Regions from separate parts of the Rattus norvegicus genome. Here region 2 is linked to region 1. Evidence: chromatin contacts called from public Hi-C data. All regions are on one chromosome and are shown on one strand. Each heading gives the region's core, a stretch centred on a gene start, on an enhancer-like site or on the middle of the called end of the contact. The rest is flanking DNA. Distances are from core to core; before and after follow the strand shown. Region 1 holds the start of Rfxap (regulatory factor X-associated protein). Region 2 holds the start of Ccna1 (cyclin A1).

Region 1 (3,967 bases), core at 1,082-3,581:
GTTTTCTGTGCTTTCCTGGGATCAATGACAGAACGGTTAGTACAGTATTGTAATCCACAACTGCAGGTATTTCAGTGAAATGAGCATCTCTCTTATCTTTGTCCTTTTTGTTCAGTGTCTGTGGAACTTTAGAAAAGCCTCTGGGTAAGTCACAGGTGCTGGCAGTTAATTCTCAGTAAACTCCTCCTCCCTGCAGGCTTTTAAAGTCTCAAATTGAAGCTACTGGGCAGAGGGGAAGTTAGTTCCCCGAGGGCTGTTCCCTGAAGAATGACAAGTGACACCGAAATCTCCTCAGACAGAACAATCTTTGTCCACACTTCTGCTCACTTTGGGACAAAATAAATTACTCAGAGGCAATCTACTGCTAATGAGGTACTGGATTCATACCCACAAGAAGAGAGTGGCAGTAAAATATTGCTTACAGAAGCAAACAGCTTTCAGAGTAAGCTGGATGGAAGGGGCCAGGGATCACAGCTATGAGGTCACCGCTACAGAGCACATAGCAAGTTCTGCAATAGCAACCTTTCCCTGAGACTGAATCCCATTACAATGTTGCTCAAGTTAGGGGAAACGTTGTGCCCCTAATAAAACCACGCTCTGACAAAGAAAACTAGGAGAGACTGGCTAAGGGCTGAACCTAGGACCTTGCCATGCAAAGAAAAAGAATGGGCTGTACTTAAAATGCTTTATCATGAGGCCATGCCTATATGAAATTATTAATATTATTATTTTATTATATTGGTCTTGTCCCTTTTATCTACTGGTTTTTGAGTTTATTAAAATAGCCTCTTCCCCCCTTTATCGTGAGATGCTTAGCAAACTTTTGTTATAAAAACGTTTCCATACATTCATGTTTTAGGTCTCAAAATATTAAAAACTCTAAAAGAGAATTCAAATATCACAAAAGCAAAGACAATTTCTTCTTCTAACTCTCCCCAGTTATCCTTATTTATAGCACTGTTTCCTTTACGTACACAATACACGGAATGCTAGAGTTGACTTGACTGTAGAGAACCCTGTGTCTTCACAACTCCAGGCCTTGCACTGTGTAGGTAGGATGTTAGCACCACAAAACTCAAAGACACTTACCGTAGCAATAGTTATCCAGTCTGAACTTCAAAAGGAACTTCTGTGGTAAGGAGGCTGCCTACTTTTTACGGATCTGGTTTTGTTTTTTAAACAGCTCTAATATTTAGGCCGACTTTGCTGGGTTTGAGCTGAAATGCACACCAATTATAATTTCCATCTAGCCAAAATAAATCCGAAGAAACACTAACTGGGCCTTATTTTAAGGCCAAAAGATGAGGGAGGCGATTTAAGCGAGATGAAAACGGACCTAAGTCCACACAGCCAGCAGCAGAATCCCAACTGCAAAGCACACTGGCTTCTATCTTCCCATGCTTGACTTGGATCAAGTAACGCCAAAGTGCTCTGTGAGTTACTACCCCACTGCCAATCCAACTTTTCTTCGGAGCCACGGGGTTTAAGAAAAACAAACAAACAATCCCCCCAAAACAACAAAAAACAAAGGTCAAAAAGTTACAGAAAACTAAAAATAGGGTATGTAGGAAGCCACAGGGTGGAGAAGGGGAAGGGTTTACTGACAAGAGGTGCAGATCACCTCCAAAGTGCCAGTGTCGGGTGGGGCTCTCACTGTCTGCTCAATGGCAATGAGAGGATGAGCCCAGCCCCTTGCGGGGGGACCCTGAGTGTGTACAGTGGAGTGGCACCCACCTCCCCTGGCCCCGGGGCCCGAGGAGCATACCTCCAGTTTGACATTGCCTGTGCTGGCCGCGGCGGGGCCACCAGAGCCCTGTGCCTGGTCGCTCTTCTTCTTCTTGTACTTGTCCTTGTACATCTTGTTGCGGTGCTTCTTACACATCCAGGGCTTACGCTGCTTGGCCACCTGGCTGGTGGTCTCGCGGCAGCCCTCGTAGGTGCAGGTCTTCGAGCCTCGTCTGCGCGCCGCGCCGCCACCCTCGGCATCCTCGTCCTCCAGCTCCTCGGGGCTGGCCGCACTCTCGCCGCCGCCCGCCGGGTCCGATGTGTCCAGGAGGTCGGCGTCGTCCTCCCCCGCCTCATCCTCGGCGTCCGCCGCCGCCTCGCTCCCCGCTAGACCTGGCCTCAGAGCGCTGTCCGCCGCGGCCTCGTCCTGTCGCATCACCAGCACCGTCACGGGAGGGGCCGTCCGGGGACTGGTGGTGCCCGGCCTGGAGCCCTCGGACACAGCTTGCGCCTCCGTGATGCCGCCAGAGCCAGGGTCCGCCACCGCGGCCCGTCAGCACTTGAAAAACACAACGGGACTTCACAAGCGATCCGCCGTACGTCCGGGGACCCGAGCAGCCCGCACTGCACTGCGCGTGCGCAACAGCGGTCTGAGCGCCTGCGCTTCAGAGCTGGGGGGCGGTGCTGAGCAGGTGCAGGACAGAACCGAATGCGCCTGCGCCGCGGCTTTCCGCAAACGATTGCTGAACGCTGGCAGACCAAGGACCCCGCTAGCTTCCAGGCTGGGAGGAACAACAGACAGCAGCAACGATTGCGCCTGCGCAGCTGTCTTCTCGCCGGCGAGCGATTTCGGAGAGCTGGAGACTCAGGAAGCTTGTCAAAGAGACCTGGGCACCGCCAGAAGGCACTTTCTGCCTAAACCCACCCTCCCTAAAGGGTTCAAAGCACGTCTCTTCTGCAATGTCTCTGGGTCAATTAGGAAGGTTTCTGAGAGGAGTTTGAAACAACTTAAGGAGGAAATGGTTTATTTGACTCATGCATCCCAGTCAAGCCGGGTGAGAACATGCTTTCAGCTAGCTTTCTTACCCAGGCATGCCTTTTCTGACATTCCCAACAATGGGATCGTTGGCTTACATGACAGTTCTGTTTTTATTTCCCGCATAAGCTTCCCACTGACTTCCATAGTGGGTGCATAGGTTGGCGTTCACACTAGCAATGTACAAGAGGTCCCTTTCCTCCGTATCCCCACCAGGGCTTGATATCTTACGGTAATAACTGTTTCATCTGGGATGGAATAACACTGTAGTTTGGATTTGCACATTAGGATTAGTGATGTACATTCCATACACCTGTTGGCCTTTGTATGCTTTTCTTTGTGAACTAACTATATCGCCCATTTCAATAGGGTTCTTAGGTATTTATTATTTTTTTTACTTATTTTTATTGTATTTGTTTGAATTCTTTAAATAATTCTGATGCTAACTACTCATCAAATGTAGTTTGCAAATATTTTCTCCCGTTCTAGAGATTGCCTATTCTCAGGTCTTTTACTGAGCCACAGCTTTTTAGTTTGATACCCATCAATTTGTGTTTTTTTTCGCCCCACTTCCTATGTTTTAGAGGTGTCTTATACAAATAGATCTTTGCCCATTCATCTGCCCTATTTTTATTTCTAGTGGTTCACAGTTTTAGGCCTTATATTTCAGTCTTCAATTCATTCTGTGTTGATTTTTATAAATAGGGGTTTAATTTAAGTCTTCTTTTTAAAATCTATAAAGCTGAAATGAACTTTATTCAAGAATGAACCAGTGTACAAAAATATGCTCATATTATAAAAACATATTGAATTGAGTATTTTTTATTCTTTTAAACTCAGTCTTAGTTGTCAGTTTTGTTTGAAGCTTTATTATTATTATTATTATTATTATTATTATTATTATTATTATTAATGTATGAGTACACTGTCACTGTCTTCAGAAACACCAGAAGAGGGCATCAGAGCCCATTACAGATGGTGGTGAGCCACCATGTTGTTGCTGGGTGTTGAACTCAGGACCTCTGGAAGAGCAACCAGTACTCTTAACCACTGAGCCATCTTTCTAGTCCCAAGCTGTTGTTTTTTTAAAGTTTCATTTGCAAAGCCATAAATTTTACTTAGTGTAAGTATACATTGTAAAGAATCAGTCCATTTATAAAGGTATACAACCAATCTTATAAGACATTTTGGTTCCTTGGTTTTCCG
Region 2 (3,967 bases), core at 571-3,070, 230 kb after region 1:
TTCCTGTCTTCAGTGAAAAATCCTATAGTTGGTTTGGAGCAGACAAGTATGTAACTATCCCAGTGTCCATTCCTGGTCTGCAGTGGTAGAGATGTGAGCTCTAGAAGCAACTTTTATTTTATAAAGTAAGCTGGTGTATCCTGGCACACACAGTGTGCCCACGGAGCACAGCATAAGCTCTCCCTGATTACTTCGTGGTGGCCTAGCTCCTCCTGAACACCTTTCTGGCCCAGAGCATCTCCAGGGCTATCGTACAGCGTAATTGCATTCTTTCTGGCTAGCCCTCGAGTCACTTAACCCAAAACAGTCCCTACACATATGTTCTTCATGGGGGAGGCTACACACACATATGCACATATGTGCGCACACGTACACTATCACAGAAAGCCTTCTTTATCTACAGCATCTTTCCCAGCGTTTGTGACACACAGGCACGGGTGCATGACTGTACACACACACACACACACACGCAGCAAGGCTTCTTTCTCTGCAGCATCTTTCCTGGTGTTACATGCACACACGCACACACACACACACACACACACACACACACACACACAAGTATATTGCCAACCCTTCTCCGTAGAGTATTTCCTGGTGCTCCTGGGTCATTACCTGGCCACAGGCCCTCCTGTACTGCTCATTTTCAGTCAACACTCCTAGCACGGTTCTCTGTGGGGGATCCTGGCCAAGCTGAGCTCGGGTGAGCATCTGACAAGCATCAGGACCTTGGCCCACTGGAGGCAGTGCGACTCCACTCTTCGAGCTGTGGCGACGCATTGCCTAGCAAGCCACAGCCTGCTGCTATCCCGGAAAAAGAAGGAGACACAGTTAGTTTACTTCTCAACCTGGGGATCCAGAAATGCAGAAAAAAAAAAAAAAAAGAGTGCCAAGCCCCAGAGGTCACAACTTCTCAACAAACATTAAGGTCCCAAGTGACAGCTCACGCATCAGAACAACCAACTAACTCAGAATGGTTGAATGGTTGAATAGTTGAATGGTTGAATGGTTGAATGGTTGAATGGTTGAATGGGCTTTAATATGACCCCAGTCTTAAAGTTGCAGAGAGAGAGCCTGCCCAAACGCCACTCACGATTCTCTGCCCACATTAATTTAGGGGAGGGGGAAGCAGAACCTATGATTCCTGATCCTCCTTCCCCCACACCCTCTTCCTGATCTGGGGCTAAATCCAGGATCCCTGACTGGGGACAGATGAGTCTCCTTCCCAAGCGATAAGCAGGTGCTTCTTTCCAGAAGTAAGTCCCCCAAACCTGCTTGGGAACCCACAGCCGGCCCTGCTTCTCAGGTTCTTCTCTGGGCGATTAGCAAGCGCACCCGGGCCGGGGCGGGGAGGGCGGGGCCGTGCGCAGAGGGAGGGGACCCCGGAGTGGAGGGATTCCAGGGGCGTCGGCTCCAGCGGCCTTGACTAGTGCGCTCGCCACTGAGGACTTTCGACCCAGCCGCGTCTGTTGAATCAGCCAATCAGCAGCCACCCCGAGCCCAGCAGAGCCGCTTCCATGCCAACCGCGGCGGGCGTGCGCCCGAAGCCTCATCGCCCTGGCGACCGCTCACCTGCAGCGCTGTCCGCTGATGCTCGGCCCCCGGGGCGCTGCGGGGCGCGGCCAACCGCGCAGCCCGGGGCTCCTGAGCCGCAAAGCCAGGGGTGCCAGGCACACCGAACCGCAACGCACAGCACGTCGCCACTCGCGCCCCTTGGTCGGCGTCACCAGGGAGGGCGGATGGCGGCCTGACCACTGTGGCCGCCCTGAAAGGGACTGTTCCCCAGGAACCGGTTCCCCCAACAGACACGAACCCCTCCCGCTAACGTCTCCTGCGCGGCCCGCTCCCGAGAACCCTGGCTCGGGAGAGCGACGCGGGGCCCTCGGGCTGCGGCCGTGGCGCCCTCCTGGCCGGCCCGAGGGCGCGGCTCGCTCTCCTTCCCCATCTCCTTCTCCAGGACGCCTGCCCTCCCGGCTCCCGATCCCGAGCAGCGGCTGGCTGGGCCACATTTTAGCCTTCCAGGATGGCCAGGCACCAGGCTTGTGGCAAAAGGAGCTGGGAGAGATTTGGAGCCTGTAGCGTAACTCGAGGTGCCCCAGTCACCCGTGAGAGGTCTTCCTTTGGGCACACACGGGTGCAGGGAAGAGGAAAGAACGCGGGGAGCCTCTGGGACTTGGATGTTGAGAGGGCATAAGGAGAGATTCTGAGCTGAGGTCACTGCTCCGGTGACCTGGCCACGTGTGAAGGGAGAGTCTGGGGGTGGGGGTGGGGTTCAACTACAAAGAGGGGTCTAAAAAAGGCAAATCTTGAATACTGCAAACCCTGGTACCTGCGGAGGCGACAGGCAATCAGCAAACTGAGTTACATAATTGGTTAACTTCTTTTGAAAAATAATGAAAGTATTTATACACACACATACATGTACTCACATATATGTGAGCACCGGATGTATATGTATATGCATATATGCATATATATCAGATATATACGTGTGTATATGCATACATGTATATATCTTCATATACATAGATACATAAATATTCTGTTACTGCTTTTGCTTAAAAATAAAAATCCACCCCTAAATTCCCAAAACAGTCCCAAAGACTTTAAGCAAAGGTCATCAGCCTGCCTAAGTGTATTAATTGATGTGTTCACCAGAGGCTTACCAGCTGTGAACTGTCTCAACCGACCAGAAGCAGAAGATTCCAAGAAAAGTGTGGACTCAAAGCCATCTGATTGAGCGGCTTGTGAAGAGGGCTTTGCAAAGCATTCCACCAACCCACACTGGATGCAGAAGTGCAAAAAACTCCTTGTTCGGTATGACTGAACTTCTACATGTTGCATCCTCTAATTCTCGGTCCTCAAATATGAAGATGACATATGGGGTTCAGGAACATATTGGTTGCTGCTGGGACAGATGCTGCTAAGCCACCCAGGACCAGATGAGGTTTGTTTGTTTGTTTTCAAGGTGCTCTGACTGGTGAAGGCATGCAGCCTATGAGACTTCCTGGAAATCTTCCAAGAAAGCAAACTGTCCTTGTGATTGTTGAAGGGCTCAGCTAACTCCTTCTGAACCTGGCAAGTCCTTACTAGAGACAGAGAGGCTTGGGAGGGGACAAGCTTTGTTCTAGAGACTAGAGCTTTCTGCGTTCATTTTGATCTTGGTGGTTGTTTCTAGGAAACTTCTTTTCATTCTCCCAGGATTGGAGCTTAAGAACCTAGTTGGGACCTAAGGAAGATGTTTACAAAGACATCTACAGAAATGTCTATGGCCGTTAGGCTGTCTTCACATAGATAAGAGGTTGTTGGAGAGAGGACAAGAGAGAGCACACGCTATTGGAGGGGGTTGAAGAAGACCCCACATGCATGGAAATTCTGAAAGAATGACTGAAAAAGAAAAGAATTGAAATAATCAAAGGGGACCCTCCAGTAAAATACACCTTTCATGTTAAGACTCACCTCTTTAACTAGCTGTCACCTGATCAAGCCTTAATTCAAGTGGAATTTTATCATCACAGTAACACCCCTTTCTTCTCTGCACACTTCCAGGTGCTTGTGTTTTCTGGCTTCTCTCTGGGCTGCTTCAGTTTCCTACATTAAATCATGGTCTTCTGATCAGACTTTAAACTAACCATGTGAACCGATTGTATGCCTTAAACAAAGAATTAAATGCTTTCCACCTTACCGAGTATGTAGTTTTATTGTGCAAACTTTTTTCCAGGGCGCTTACCCAAGGCGACACCAATGGCAGACCAGCATAGCTGGGTGAAATGGTGAGTTTATTCAGCTTGTTCTCAGGAGCATGAGTGATCCCCCAAACAGCCAGGTCACTGAGTTATCACTCTGCCTCGAAAGATGACATGTCCACAGCCTCGCAGACCGAGTCCCATCCTACAGACTGAACCTTAAATCCAATTAGAGAGTAGCTAGCTGTAACCATAACAGGACACTTCCAGGAAGCACGAGG

The links. A called contact is a pair of places that touch in the nucleus more often than the background predicts.
Region 2: a Hi-C map of hepatocytes shows a contact between it and region 1, with 2.4 times the contacts expected there. The contact joins the promoter of Ccna1 here to the promoter of Rfxap in region 1. A contact is called at or near these places in 7 of 12 Hi-C or Micro-C datasets (the A7r5 cell line, frontal cortex, hepatocytes and 4 more) and 1 of 1 datasets of contacts at active chromatin or transcription factors (oligodendrocytes).

Annotation. Positions count from the first base shown.
Region 1 is chr2:141,160,066-141,164,032 of GRCr8, forward strand. Rfxap (regulatory factor X-associated protein) reads right to left here and starts at 2,332. Exons shown (of 3, transcript NM_001044263.1): 1 at 1,766-2,332; 2 at 1-15. The coding sequence starts at 2,161.
Region 2 is chr2:141,391,480-141,395,446 of GRCr8, forward strand. It overlaps Ccna1 (cyclin A1), which reads right to left and starts at 1,821. Exons shown (of 9, transcript NM_001011949.1): 1 at 1,573-1,821; 2 at 616-804. The coding sequence starts at 780.